Linked DNA regions of Mus musculus: region 1 is linked to region 2. A link is a contact called in public HiChIP or PLAC-seq data. All regions are on one chromosome and are shown on one strand. The core of a region is the stretch at or near the end of the contact, and the rest is flanking DNA. Distances in the headings are between cores, read along the strand shown. Region 1 has its middle 21 kb from the start of Gm33299. Region 2 has its middle 29 kb from the start of Gm52124.

Evidence for each region. HiChIP or PLAC-seq counts read pairs in DNA pulled down with a chosen protein or histone mark.
Region 1: a contact with region 2 is called in an H3K27ac HiChIP or PLAC-seq map of trophoblast stem cells, with 3 times the contacts expected there. The contact joins two enhancer-like sites. A contact is called at or near these places in 4 of 115 datasets of contacts at active chromatin or transcription factors (cardiomyocytes, embryonic stem cells, pancreatic cancer cells and 1 more) and 1 of 9 other capture datasets (embryonic stem cells).

Annotation. Positions count from the first base shown.
Region 1 is chr14:121,434,551-121,437,476 of GRCm38.p6, reverse strand. No RefSeq gene overlaps it. Among named protein-coding and RNA genes, the nearest start is that of Gm33299, 21 kb to the left of the region's middle. Within about 2 kb of position 1,511, at least 143 of the 459 cell types and tissues checked have an H3K27ac peak or open chromatin away from gene starts, as enhancers often do. A contact at or near this core is called in trophoblast stem cells, where this site is marked.
Region 2 is chr14:120,879,221-120,882,108 of GRCm38.p6, reverse strand. No RefSeq gene overlaps it. Among named protein-coding and RNA genes, the nearest start is that of Gm52124, 29 kb to the right of the region's middle. Within about 2 kb of position 1,323, at least 18 of the 459 cell types and tissues checked have an H3K27ac peak or open chromatin away from gene starts, as enhancers often do. A contact at or near this core is called in trophoblast stem cells, where this site is marked.

The DNA of each region.
Region 1 (2,926 bases), core at 262-2,761, 560 kb before region 2:
CATACATACTCTCATGCACATACACACTCAACACACACACACACACAATCACATACACACTCTCATGCACATACACACTCAACACACGTTCCTTATTTGTACCACCTCTTGGTCACTACACTCACCATAACCTACGTGCCCAAAGTCAGGATGTCCACAGAGATATGTGGTTGACTGGGTGTCCAAAGGCAAGCCTGACTGCAAAGCTGACTCAGAAGCTGGCCAACCGCCAAGGTCAAGCTGGACTGCCCTGCGGTTTATCTGTTACCAGATGTTTTCAGGAAGACGGGAAGTAGCAGGATTCAGACCTCCTTCCAGACCACACCTAAGTCCCTTGTATTCCTAGTTCATGAAAGCATGCTGAGGTACAACCCCACACGGGACACTTAGTCCTCCCTCAGCTGTGAGGCACAGAGATGTGGCTACACTGACACCATAGAAAGCTGCCCACCAGTGACTTTCCATGATAGAAATGACGGCTAAAGCTCAGGAGGTTGGGGTCGTGTTGATATTTTAGTCATGGGTAGACTTAAAGACATTGCAGTGACCTGTTAGGGACAGAGGTTTGATTGGTTTTTGTATGTTCTCTCTCTCTCCCTCTCCCTCTCTCTCTCTCTCTCTCTCTCTCTCTCTCTCTCTCTCTCGTATGTGTGTAGATATCCCACATGCAAGTAAAGATGAGAGAGTCACCTCAAGCATCAGTCATAAGAGCCTTTCTGCTGGTTTTCAGAGACAGCATCTTTCCTTGGGACATAGAACTTGCCGGGCAGCCTGGGCAGCCTGGACTCCGGGGATCTTCCTATGTCTGTCTTCCTCACCTGGATTATAAATACATACCACCATGCTCAGGTTTTTATGTGGGTGCTGGGGCCATACTCAAGTTCTCATGTAGAGATATCTCCCCAGCCCCTACTGCTTTTCTGAGACATAGTCTCAAGTAGCCCAGGCTAGCCTTAGTCCTCCCATCTCTACCTCCCAATTTTGGAATTATAATCATTAGCCACCATGCTCCACACACAGATAGAAGGGTACAATTTACAGTCAATTGATTTAAGAGTCTTTATTTCCTTCCCTCCCTCCCTTCCTTCTTTCTTTGTTTCTTTCCTTCCTGAGACAGAGCCTCACTTGGTAACACTAGATGACCTAAATTTTGCTATCTGGACCAGGATGACTTCAAACCCAGAGAGACATGCCTGCCTCTGTCAGGAGAGTTCTGGGATTAAAGGTGTGCCCTGACACATTCAAGCTTTGGGCAGTTTGGGGAAGGCACAGGCTTCTAGGAATACCTCAGAAACAGTGCTGAGAGCAGTGGAGAGGGCTGGGCTGGATTTCCAGAAAGGACAATGTCTGGAGAAGACTCGTTGGAGGAACAGAGAGAACATTTGCGGGTGACATTCCGCACCTCCTGCTGCTTCTGTGCTCTCCTGAATGTCACCCTGGAGAGCAGGGTTTCTCCCAGATCGCCTGAGCTCTGCTCTGAGTCACCGCCAGACATTTGTTTTTGCTCTTGTTTTCCATTATAGCAACCTTATCTGGTGAGTGGTGAGTCAGGACCAGCCGAGGAAGGAGGGGAGGGAGGCTCTGAGGGAAGGAGCAAAGCAGACATCTTGGTCAGAGAGCTGCTCTGGCCTGGGTGAGGATCCTAGGCTACAGAGGGGATGGAACAAGGTCATTTGAAGGGGACCCCCCCCCCCCCTTCCCAGTGACATCCACACCAGGCTTGCCACTAGTGTGGCATGACAGATTTTCATCTAAGTTCCTCCTAGGCCAGACTTCATTCCTCCTGAGGACAAATGAGAGAGAGAGAGAGAGAGAGAGAGAGAGAGAGAGAGGGAGAGAGAGAGAGAGAGAGAGAGAGAGAGAGAGAAGCAAAAGGGCTGGCAAGATGCTCAGTAGGTAAAAGTACCTTCCACTAAGCCCCCAGGCCCATGGAAAGAACCAACTCCCAACTGAATGTCATCCTCTGATCTCTGCATGTACATCATGTGTGTGTGTGTGTGTGTGTGTGTGTTTGTACACAAATAGACAAGTAATGAAATATCAACAAAAGCACATAATTCATTTGATAGAAAAGAAGGGAGAACTCCTTTTCTCAGCACACAGATCACTGCAAGTTAAAGAGAAAGAGAGACTTTTTCTATTCTTCCCAAACAGGCATGAATCTTCTGGTGATTAAATAAGACCCTCACCAATGTTACAACTCAAGAGTGTTTCCTCTTAGACTCAGAAGCCACCTCTTTACAGTGATGTCATCCAGAAGCCCTGCCAGTCAGAAGTGTCATGAATGAGATGGGCCTGGTCCCGTGATGGCCCATGTCCTCCTTAGGGGAGTTGTCCCTGTGCTCTGTGCGCAGCATAGTCTAGCCTAGGGGGAGCTTGTTCACTGCCCAACCTCATGCCCTTCTCCCTATCATGGGAGTTAAAGATGGTTCTCGTTTGGAAGTAGAGTTTCTTTCCCTCTCCCTCTCCCTCCCTTCCTCTCCCTCCCCTCAGCCCCTCCCTCTCCCTCCCCCTCTCCATCCTTCCCCTCCCTCTGCGTCTGTGTGTCTGTACATGCATGAGCTTTCTGGTGGCTAGGTTTTATGTCAACTTATCACAAATTAGGGCCATCTGAGAGGAGAGAACCCCAACTGAGAAACCATCTCCATAAGATCAGGCTGTAGGCAAGCCTGTAGGGCATTTTTACATAGTGACTGATGGGGAAAGGCCCAGTCCACCACAGATGATACCACTCCCCTGAGCTCTATAAGGAAGCAGGGTGAGCAAGCCATGGGAGCAAGTCAGTAAGCAGCACCCCTCCATGGCCTCTGCATCAGATCCTGCTTCCAGGTTCCTGCCCTGTTTGATGATAAACTGTGAGATGGAACCCTTTCTTCCCCAAGACATGATGTCTCATCAAAGCCGTAGTTACCCCAAACAACCTTGT
Region 2 (2,888 bases), core at 74-2,573:
TGCCTTGAACTGGAAGAGGGCATTGGATCCCATCACAGATGGTTGTGAGCCATCATATGGTTGCTGGGAGTTGAACTCAGGACCACTGGAAGAGCAGCCAGTGCTCTTAACCACTGAACCATCTCTCCAGCCCCCGGTCTCAGGGAAACTTAACCGTGGTTTTGCTTTTGTATTGTTTAAATTTTAGGTAGAGTCTCACTATATAAGCTCGGCCTATTTGGTCTAGAACTTGCTGTGTAGACCACGTTGTCTGGTTCCTTCTGTCTGTTCACCCCAGCGTGCTGTGGTCTCAGGCACAGGTTGCAGGGCCTGAGTTTGAATCCATAACACAGCCTGGCTTTTTAGGTGGGTGCTAGGGATTCGAACTCAGTCCCTCATGCTTGCCAGGTAAGCTCTTCTACCCACTGAGCCATCTTCCTAACCCCTTCTTTTAATAAAGAAATGCTTTATATGGAGTTTGCTTATCTGTTTCCTTTTCCTTCCTTTCTTCCTTTCTTTCTTAGGGGTGTCGGGGATAAAAGCTAAACAAATAGAGAAATGTTCCATCCTCAGCCTGGCATTTTGTGACAAGGTCTTACTTTTATATATGTAGTTCACACTGGCCTTGAACCGCTGATTTTTTTCTGCCTCTGCCACTGGGATGCTGGGAATTCAGGCATGCTCACCCCCCTACCAACAAAAGGGCTGTTTATAAACATGCAGGTAGAGCGAAGACATACTTGGAAGGGATTGTGGAGACTGAAAACAGCAGGAGTGACCCTGTGTGGAACAGCCAGGGGTGTGTGTGTGTGGCCTGTGCAACGCAGAGAAAACCTGTCAGGGAGGGTTGCTCAATGGGAATGAGTCCCGCCCTTTGGTGGAGAGACTTGAGTCACCTGGATGACCTGGCAGCAAAAGGACAGGGGAACACATTCCCTCGTTGGAGAACCCTGCTATTAACGTCTCAGTCCACCATGTCCAGATGGCTCTCCGAGCTGGCACAAAATGGAGGACTGCCTTTCTCAGTGGAGCTTCCGTTTCCCTGCTGGACCGTGTTCGGAGAGTGTTTCTGAGCACATATGCCTGACTTTACTGGGAGGATGGCCCAGCAAAGTGCTGCTGCATGACTCAGCAGATGAGACTCCCCTCCCCCGCCCTCCATCCCTCCCCCCCCGCCCCGCCCCCCCCCCCGCCCATATAATTAGGCTCTGTTAATGACCAATTGACCCTTCTCACCTATATGATAATTAGGTACTGAGTCGTCCTACCACACTCACAGCTGTCCAAACCCTCCTGAGCCCCTGTAGCCAATGACCCCTGAGGAAAGGGAGACCCACATTCCTTGACCTCCCTCTGTCATGCTCTCTGTCCCTGAGCTGTGAAGGAGCTAGGGCTGTGGTAAGGAATGTAGACTACACTGCCTCTCTGGATAGTTGGCAATGGGGTGGGGCAATATGATGCACCCACTGGCTGTTGAACTTTTTTTTTAAAATTAAGTATTTTCTCCATTTACATTTCCAATGCTATCCCAAAAGTCCGCCATACCCCCCCCCCAACCCCACCCCGCCGCCGTTGGACTTTTAAACCTGTATCTGGTAGACGTGGGAAAAGACTCAGAGGTTCAGCTACTTCTCAAAGCCATAGGTGTGCTTGAGGTTTAAAGCTAGGATTAGGTCAGTGTTTTCGTGGTGTTGGGGGTAGGACTCAGGACCTTGTGTAGGCAAGGCAACCATCCCACCACTATTGACAGCCCAGTTTGGTGACTCTTAGTCTTGCTTGATTGAACTATCGATCATAACTTTAAACAATACTGATGTTGGAGTTCCCGTTCTGAGAACTGATTGGTCTGGTTTGAAAAGTTCCCCAGAAGAGTCTAGACTGTAAAGCACAGTTGTTTGTTTGCTCTCTATGGTGGTTTGAGTAAGAATGGCCCCCTTAGGCTCAAGTATTGGAATGATGAGTCACCAGGGAGTGACACCCTTTGAAAGGATCAGAAGGATTACAGGCGTGACCTTGTTGGAGTAGACCCTGGCCTTGATGGAGAAAGTTTGTCACTGGGGATGGGTGGGGCTTCGAGGTTTTAAAAGCCCATGCCAGGCCCAGTCTCTCTCTCTCTGTCTCTCTGTCTCTCTCTCCCCCACCTCGTCAGATCAGAATGTAGCTCTCAATTACTGCTCCAGTACCTGCCTGCTTGCCACTATGCTTCCTGCCATGATAATAGACTAAACCTCTGAAGCTATAATCAAGTCCCCGATTAAATATTTTCTTTTATAAGAACTGTTTTGATCATGGTGTCTCTCCACAGCACCAGAACACCAACTAAGACACATTCCAGTGTCCATGCTGAATTTATTATAATGCAAGCTGTCAGGGGCATATAGCTGGTGGCAGAGCAGATTTGAGTGCTACAGGGGGAACCCTGGGGCTCTTCTTTGGGCTCTTAGTCTTGTTAATAAAAGGACTTAAAACAGACTCAGGGGGAAGAAAAGAACTTAAAACAGACTCAGGCTTTATCAGAGTGTGAGAAATAAAGACAGTGCAGGCAGGCTGCGAAGCCCTTTGAACCAGGCCCTCACGCAGCACACAGGGTCAGCACGAGAGGTTAGCAAGCAGCTACATAGTGAAAGGGGGAAGGGCGGCTTAAGAAAAAGAAAGCCCAACATTTTCTCGGGCTCTGACCAGTATCTGACAAAGACAGGAGTGCCATGTCTGAAGCAGACAGAAGGAACACCCTGTCCATGAAGCCCCCTCTCCCTAGCTTAGGGAGTGGAATCAACTCAGATGCCAGGCAGTATGTTAGAGAGAGCTCACAGCCCTAAAGAATGCCACCCACTTGCTGATTCTGGGGCAGATCTGAAAACCTAGACATTCCCTTCAGCTTTGCTCACTGGTTTGGGGCCCATGTAGCT